Linked DNA regions of Sus scrofa: region 1 is linked to region 2. A link is a contact called in public HiChIP or PLAC-seq data. All regions are on one chromosome and are shown on one strand. Each heading gives the region's core, a stretch centred on a gene start, on an enhancer-like site or on the middle of the called end of the contact. The rest is flanking DNA. Distances are from core to core; before and after follow the strand shown.

Evidence for each region. HiChIP or PLAC-seq counts read pairs in DNA pulled down with a chosen protein or histone mark.
Region 1: an H3K27ac HiChIP or PLAC-seq map of skeletal muscle shows a contact between it and region 2, with 5 times the contacts expected there. The contact joins two enhancer-like sites. A contact is called at or near these places in 1 of 47 Hi-C or Micro-C datasets (heart right ventricle) and 1 of 2 datasets of contacts at active chromatin or transcription factors (skeletal muscle).

Annotation. Positions count from the first base shown.
Region 1 is chr16:46,394,180-46,398,558 of Sscrofa11.1, forward strand. No RefSeq gene overlaps it. Among named protein-coding and RNA genes, the nearest start is that of PIK3R1, 38 kb to the right of the region's middle. Within about 2 kb of position 2,767, at least 32 of the 83 cell types and tissues checked have an H3K27ac peak or open chromatin away from gene starts, as enhancers often do. A contact at or near this core is called in skeletal muscle, where this site is marked.
Region 2 is chr16:45,999,007-46,003,523 of Sscrofa11.1, forward strand. No RefSeq gene overlaps it. Among named protein-coding and RNA genes, the nearest start is that of CD180, 410 kb to the left of the region's middle. Within about 2 kb of position 2,230, at least 16 of the 83 cell types and tissues checked have an H3K27ac peak or open chromatin away from gene starts, as enhancers often do. A contact at or near this core is called in skeletal muscle, where this site is marked.

The sequences.
Region 1 (4,379 bases), core at 1,517-4,016, 400 kb after region 2:
TGCTAGTATTTGTTTGGCTATAGTCCTTGTGATCCTAAGAAAATGAGTTTTTGTCCATCTGTACCTAAACCTATAAGTAGGTTCTCCTACTTCTGTGAGATATTGCACAGGATTTTAAACTTCTCTTGCCCTCAGTTTCTATAACTATAAAATGTGAGTAATAATAATATAACAAAAACAATACTAATAAATTCAAAAAGCCATCTCGCTGACTTGATATTTGTTGATATTAAAAAATGATGGTTAATTTTTTCAGTGTGGTAATATTAGGTTTATTTTTAGTGAGTCCTTAACATTTTATTAATAAAATATTCATAGATAAAAATATCTAGTATTTGCTTCATTAATAATAGAGGAATATGGAGTTCCTGTCGTGGCGCAGTGGTTAACGAATCCGACTAGGAACCATGAGGTTGCGGGTTCGGTCCCTGACCTTGCTCAGTGGGTTAACGATCCGGCGTTGCCGTGAGCTGTGGTGTAGGTTGCAGACGCGGCTCGGATCCCACGTTGCTGTGGCTCTGGCGTAGGCCGGCGGCTACAGCTCCAATTCAACCCCTAGCCTGGGAACCTCCATATGCCACGGGAGCGGCCCAAGAAATAGCAACAACAACAACAACAAAAAAGACCAAAAAAAAATAATAATAATAATAGAGGAATATGTGGTGGCAAGGATAAGAGTGACCATGAATTAATGATTGCTGTCATTGAGTCATGAGCACATCGGGATCATCAGACTACTCTGACTTTGTGTATATTCCAATTTTTCCCTAAAAAAAGCTTTTTCCTAAGAGGCTGTTGTTAATTGAGAAAATATATCATCCAGTAGCAGGTATGAAGTAATGACTCAATGAATGGATGCTGGGAGCCGGCCGTAGAGCTGGTAGTTACATCAACAGTTGGAGCTTCCTATCTATTTTTATTAGCCTCAGTTAGATGGTCGGGAACAGAAGCTTACAGCAAAACAATGGATTAACTGATAGATGCAAGGAAAACTATCAATTTAAAAATTTCTCCTGATGAAGAGTCCAACTTCCTGATGTTTGGAGAAACACCAGCCACCCCTCCCACCCCCCTAATAGAAGTCTACAGAGCCTGACCCTTAACAATCACAGCTCTCAGCCAAAAACCAAACCCTGGAAAACGGTAGGATTTTCTTTCACTGTTAAGTGGCAAGAACCGTTTTAATTTTACCTTCATTTTGAGCTTCATTTTGGAGCTTAAACAGTATCTAACGGGGGTTTGTTTGTTTGTTTGTTTTTTCATGCAAATGTATCTTTACAGTCAAATACCTTATTTTCATCCATTTAACCCTGAAGAAAAAGGGAATTTCAGTTACTGATGTGTGGTTGTTTTAACTTGGACACTCATTAGTATTGGAGGAGTGGGGATTTGGAAGTGCTGCCTTCAAAAAAAAAAGTTTCCCCTTTAATTTATTTTTACCCTTCCCACCTCTATCTCCATGGAAATGGGGTCAGAGGCCACAGAGAGCTCTCAGGGAGCCAGCAGCTGAGAATGAGAATTCTCACTTAGAGATTTTAGCTGAAAGCTATAAACCGCTTTACAAAGACCAGCTGAGTCTTGGCCACTGCGGTCTCTGGTTTTTTACACTGATGCATAAGGTATCCTTTTTTTTTTTTTTTTTCTTCCCTGTGTTAGAGGAGAAAGAGATGCTCTTAAGTAAAAATCATTTTTCATTTAAACTTGAACTTCTCTCCTGTAAATCAAAGACAGTGACATTCCTTCGGCAATTATTTTCAATTTAAAAAATTTTAATGATAGTGTACATTTGGAATTTAGCAATTATCACGTTTGCTCTCTATCCTTTCAAGCTTATGACAGTACTGGATATTTGAAGAAAAACACATTGAACTTGCTCATCGCATGCTATCAATTGCAAGTGATTCTGGTGAGTGGAATATCACCATGACACAATTCTAAATCACTAGAATGAAAATAAAAATCTCAAGGTTATAAGCAGTCAGGACCATTTCACAGAATGTTTTATAAATTAAAGTATAATTTACTACTGGCTCCTTTTCTTAAACTGTTAACACTATTTCTTCTTTTTTTCACTCTAAATATTCCGTTAACTTTCTTATAAACTATTTGAAAATATCTGAGGGGGCTGGTTGCCCAAATATGCCAACTATTTTAAGTTATTTTTATATATCACACATTATTATTATATTCATTAGCAACCAAGTAATTATTGAAATAATATGAAATGTAAATTTGCTTTTGAAAAAGCCCTGCCAGGTCCTGATTAAATTTGGATCTAAAAATCTATGTTTCAGGCTATCCTTTTTTTTTTTTTAAATATTCTTTTTCTCTTCATTCCACACATCGTTATGGTTCAAAGTTTATAGACTCAACATTATTCCCAAGTACTTTTGCAAAATTTCACCATTACTCTTGCCCAAAGTATTCAGTTTTTACTTTCTAATCAATCATTAATCCTACAACTTCTCTGAATTTTCCAGAATTTAGTTTCAGTAAACATCAGAACCACAGCACCTCTTTTGAAGGCTCTAATCAGTCTTTCTCTCTCCTTTCTCTCTCTCTCTCTCTCTCTCTCTCTCTCACACACACACACACACACACACACACACACACACGTCTTTGTGGTCAGCAGTCCAAGGACATTGCCTTTATTCCTTAGTGTTCCTTTGTCTCTCAGCCTCTTGCATGTCTGTGCTGAGTCCTCCCTCTGTCCTGGGTTGAGCCCTTATTCCACTTCCCTTTGCTCGCAGAGTGAACCAGAACATTGTGTTCTGAAGCTGCCCCAGCACACATGCTTCGTGATGCTGCCAAGTTTGCAGCTGACCAATTGGCCTACTTTAGAGGGCTTGATTTATAAAATTTACAACCCTTAATTTCCACCACCCATTCCTCCCCCCACCCCTGAAAAAGAGTGTGCCAGACGTCCTGATAAATCAAGAGTCCTTTGGTTTCGGTGCAACAAAATGGGCAGTCATTTCTTTTTCCTTCATTGGCTCTCAGCCTTGCCAGTCCCTCCTGAATAGATGGAAAATAACGGTTGATGTGTTGTAGGAAGACATTTGATAGTGGCTGCCTCTGTATTAATAACTCGTTTTAAAAGAAGTGTACTGACAAAATGATACGCTCTTCAATTTCTGGAACTCTGCACTTCTCAAGTAATTCCTATTCCAAAAACCAATCCAGGCAAGTTTGTCTTCTTCCAAATTAGGAAGACAGAGTTGGGCCCTTGATTTTTGAGTGAGGTTGGCTCAGTTGGGTCTTTTGAATTTGGATATTTTGATTACTCCTTATTGGCTCTACTAAACTTTTTTAATAAATGCACAACCAAATATGAGAAGGTGAAGGTTTAATGGAGAGAAGAAAAACTGTGGAAACCAGTCTCTTGTGATTTTAGTGATTTCTTAAGTTCTTTCTCCTGCCTCTTCAGAGAAAAAGACCTCTGTCAGGGTAGATCCCAAAATTTATGAGGCCTGAAGCTTCTCAAATGTGGAACCCTCTTTATGAAAGAGAATATGAAACTAGGTTCAAGGTACAAATTGATTTCAAATGAAAAAAATCAAAGCATAAAAAATTACAAATTCTAGAAAGCATCCAGAAAAATAGCATTATCATCATTAGTTTTAATTAACAATTTTTGCTACAATTACAACTTAAGTGCTGACCCATCTATGTAATACATCTTTTCCCTATATTTTTGGCGTTATACTCATTGATCTTTTTTCACATGGTAAAAATTTTACAATGCCATTTTATGTACAGAGAATAGAAAGACAACTTTGTCTTCTGACATAATAGATAGATGTTTTTTGTTATTTGTGGTTTAGAAAGGTTTCCTTCCGCTCCAGAACTTGTTGATCATGCCACAGCTGAAATAATTTCTTGATCTGGAGGTACGTCTTGTCCTAGGAAAAGCCCTCTGAGACTCCAGACCTTTGTTATCACTGGAGAGGGATCCAACTGGCTACCTGGCTATGGCTGTCCAGCTCAGCCTGGTCCAGCATCCTGTTGGTAGTCCTGGACAAGGGAAGCAGGGTCGGGGAAGTGCAAGGTGAAAGGTGCTCATGGTGGAGTCTTAGTCTGGAGGGCCCTGGGTAGAGAGGAGAGGAGCATCCTATTCAGAATCTTCTTAACCCTCCTGCACTGTTGGTGGGAACGTAAATTTGTACAACCACTATGGAAAATAGTATGGAAGTACCTCAGAAAACTATATATAGAACTACCATATCACCCAGCAACCCCACTCTTGAGCATATATCTGGACAAAACTTTCCTTGAAAAAGACACATGCACCAGTATGTTCATTGTAGCACTAGTCACAATAGCTAATATATGGAAATAATCTAAATGTCCATCAACAGATGAATGGATTAAGAAGATGT
Region 2 (4,517 bases), core at 980-3,479:
CTTGAAGATGTTGCTTAGGCTTTTGGAACCACAGTTTCTTTATTTGTAATGTGGAAATAATAATATCCTAATAAATTTGTTGTGAGAATGGGATGTTTGGGATTTTACACACATATACATACACAGAGCATTTAGCACAATATCTAACATAAAGTAAATAATTCACAAATAATTGTTTAAAATTATTATCTGTTGAAGGTGGTACTCTTTTTTATCTGTTGAAGGTGGTACTGAAATATTGTTCACTGATGCTATCATTTTCCACACTCTATTGAAATATTCACAAATGTCAAACTATAAAGTTAAAAGCTGTATAAAATGTTGATAAAAGCTATATAAACTTATAATCTAAATGTCACACTATGCACAATATACCCAAGTGAATGGAAGAGAGAGTATGAATGGAAGTAACAAGAATAAGTATTTACAACTCTTTAGTTCATAAAAGGGGCTTTCAAAGACATTAATCTGTTTACTCTTTGATCATAAACCTATAGCCTGAATATTATTTATCTTCCCCATTTTACAGATAAAAAATAATAGCTCAGACAGGTTGAATGATTTTAGCTAAAATCAAACAGCTTGTAAGTGGCGAGGCTGAAACTCATATTAGGGTCTCTTGATTCCAAGTGCCTGGAGGTGGTTACTGCGGCAACTGATGCCCGAGAAATCCTAGCGAGACTGGAAAAACTTCCAAGTGATTAACTGAGTTGGTTGCAGTATGGGCCTCCCTCCTATTTGTGGATTTTGCTTTATTATTGAGGATTATTAAATAAAGTTACCTAAGCCTCTTCACAAAGCTTCAAAAATTCCTAGTTATGAGACAGCTAATGCACTACACAAGTTTCCTTTCTAATGGATTTCAGAGGATCCAGAATTTAAACAGCTTCATTGGAAAAAAGGTCCCTGTGTTGTTTAGGATCATTTGATCACTTGTCTGGGCTCTGCAAAGATGGGTAGGACTTGTCTTACCCATCTTTACATTCCAGGGCCCAGCAAAGAGCCTGGCACACAGGAAGCAACCAGGCGGGGTTTGAGCACCAGGCTGAAGGCTCTGTGATGATTAATTTGGGCTATAGCATCACCAGCTTAGCTCTGCTTTTTAATGCAGTGAATAGACTAGACATCAGCTGTCAGGAGGAAACATGGGAACTTTTCAGTTTTTAGTTCTCAATCCAAGCCACTTACCTGGACAATGAGACAAAAGATCCCTCCAGCCTGTGCTCCTCCCATCATTTCTCCTGTCTTTCTGATCCCTTTTTCAGAAAGATCTTTTTTTTTAGGAGCCTGAGCCAGAGCTACAAGTCCTATTTGCCTCAATAGAGAAAATAATTTTAAAACAAGGATGTTGATTCATCTTCAGCTTTGAATCCTGAATATCAGTGCTAACTTAAACCTTCCCCATGCATAAGAGTGGCATTGACTGAGACTGGTGAGAAGGTGGCAATACCACCAGCTTGGAAAGGAGCCTCACTGGGTTGCAGTCTCTACCCTGTAAGGTAATATAGGCTGAATGTATTGACCATCTCATGTAGAGATCACTTTACACACATTATTCTCTTTAATCCTCAGTGGAAGATCCCCATTCTTATTCTCATTTTCCAAAGAAGAATGTTGGAACAGAGAAGTGAATTGACTTGCCCAAGGTCAAAGAAAGTAAGTGGCAGATCTGGGATGAAACACAGCAATTGGACTTCAGAACCTATGATTTTAATTGGATGATCTTTGGCAAGTGAATGATCCTCTTAGTTCCTCTGTTTCCTCATTGGTAAAATGAATAGAGAAAGAACTAGTTCCTTAGATGGTTAGGAAAAGTCCCTAAGATCATGCATGAATAGCACCTGACACTGAGTAGGCATGTAAAATATGTTAGTTCCTTCTCTTCCCTTGAATAACCTGAGATGGAAGAGTGTCACCTCTTGAGCAACCCTTTAGAAATATAAAGCTAAAATTAATCCAGACCATGCCAGAGCCAACGACAATAAAGCTGATTTGTTCAGACTTATTATTTAGTTTCAATAAAAGACCTGTCTCCAGTTTCCTGGGCAGACCCACAGAGCCAACCCAAACTGAAAACACACGCAGCCATTGCAAACTCATTGTTGAAACATGACAGACACTTCAGGAACCAGGAAATTCCTTATTGAAATGACTTGCTTCTTAGCCAAAGCAGTGATGGTTAAACAATACAGCCGTGCAGCTGTGGCCTTCAGGGCGCACAGTGGGGCTTCACACTCCTGGGGCGAATGGAAACACAGGGACACGCTTGCCAGCTGGCACTGTCGCTCCAGGGACAAGATATGCATGGCTTCGCCTTCCAAGTCGAGAGCAATTGCTGGCAGTACACTGTGAGCATGTCAAGTTAAGGGAATATTTTTTTAAAGGCCCATCACTGTTTTTCTTTCTTTAAATGGTAGCCACCAAAAAGTTATGCAAACACTTCAGCTGTGGAATATTTAATCTGACATTTGGCGTGGCTCCCTTGTTGATCCAAGACGTGAAGTATGCAGTATATGCCTTGCAGTTGTTTCATTGCTCACTTAAAAAAAGATAAACCAGATACAACATTTTAATTTTACTTCTCCTCAGTTTTAACTGGGTTGCTACCAGGATCTGTTTCTGATTCCCAAGAAATAGGATAACAATTATGAATTGCAGCCCATAAGAGGAATAGCTCATTTAACAGGTTGGTGGATTTAATCCTTTAAAAAATTTTTTTTGGGTCCTGCTAAAAGCTTTAGGAATCCCTGTGGTTTTCTCCAGGGTTTGACAGTTCTTTTCCTCCAGTCTGGTGTTACAGGGCTTCACATGCTCTCATGGAAACATTGCCAGAACTGTCCTCTGGTTGTCTTTGTCATTGGGTTTTTAGCATGAGGAGAACACTAACCCTGCCCATTCACGTGGGACATGCATCCTAGCTGCATCGGAACTTGTATCAGTGGAAGCTTACTCACCCAGCTCCTCCTTCTTTAACTGTCCCACAGATAGATGTGTTTTCCTAAAAGAGGAAATTCCCTTTGAATATCGGTCACATGGCTTCTGGTCAAGGAGAACAGAAGACCATTGCCACTGCTCTGGAAATACAGGGATCCTAAAAAGCCTAGTTAGTGGGCAGTTCACATTTTGTACCATGTGGAGGGAAGGATGCAGGACTGGCCAACATTCCAAAGGGAAGGAGAACCTTTCCAAACGTTCCTCTGCTGAAGCGTTAGAACAGTTGTTAGTGTAAACAAACATAATTCCTCAAGTCCCATCCTTCCCGCAGGTGGGCCAATAGGTTAAAAAACACTAGAAGACATGGTAAAGGGTAGTCTCTTCCATCATTCTCCTCCGCTTGCATGCTCATTGTTATAACAACACTGACTTAAACATCAGGGCACTCTCACTTGGCTCCAGGCAATGGCATCATTCTGCTTCAGAGAAATGCTGAAACAGTGCTCATCTTATACAGAGTGATAGGTTGAGGAGAGAAAAGAATCAAATGGCAATGCTTAAAAAAGTAAACTGGAGACAGACGACCCTGGATGTTTCCTTGGTTCTGATTCAAGTTCTCAAGTCCCGATCCAAATAAAAATATATCTTTATTTCCAGTGGAAAATTCAAAGAACACAAACCTGAGTCTTAAAAGCCATGTCTCAGTTTTATGGTTTTAGAGCTTGAAGGATTCAATTAGGTGAGAAGGAAGCTTCTCAACCTCAAAAAATCTGAGCCCAGAGATGAAATATGCTTACAGGCAGGGAAATGCTAAAAGAATGGGCCTTTTTAGCAGGTATAAAACAGAATTATATGTTCTGATTATCAATTTGGATTAAAAATATCTGCATGTAAGTACTATTAATGGGATTTTTCAAAGATTGTGGGATAACAGGCAATTTTAACTTTCTCTTTACATTTTTTTCTCTCTTTCCTCCCCTTCTTCCCTCTCTCTCTCTTTTATAGTTTTTGACATTGAATCTTTGTTTGTTATGTAAATGGAAAAATGGCAATTAAAAATGCATTCTGTCAAAATAGTAATAATAAAATCTAAAAGACAGATGTCTTTCTCACCTTTACATAGTCTCAGAATTTTGTTATTTACAGACGACTCATGTAGAAACTCTCTTTTATTATAAGTAATAAAGGAGTAATTTGACCAGGATCTATTGGATGGATTGTTGTGTTTCTGGGGAGCCATGGCAAAATAATCAGAATTTATCCTTGAAGAGAGAAAGCATTCCTTTGATAGCTATTATATTTTGAAAAATGCATTTTTTCTCTGAGGATCTAGTAGTGTACCTTTGCTGGAAGTATGCTAGTGAGTCCTGAAATGAGGTCAGTCTGCTTGTTCTCATTGCAGTGAGATGTTCCAGGTCAGGAAAGTTTCCAGAAACCCTTCTAACAGAGGGCAAGATTCTCAAGCTCTTGGTCCACTTTTGTTTTTCAAGCTTTATTCACATGAGGAAGAATTAATATCATGTTCTTATAATACATCAATTATAATTAAAATTAGAGATATACTCAACTCCATAAGCCAAGAA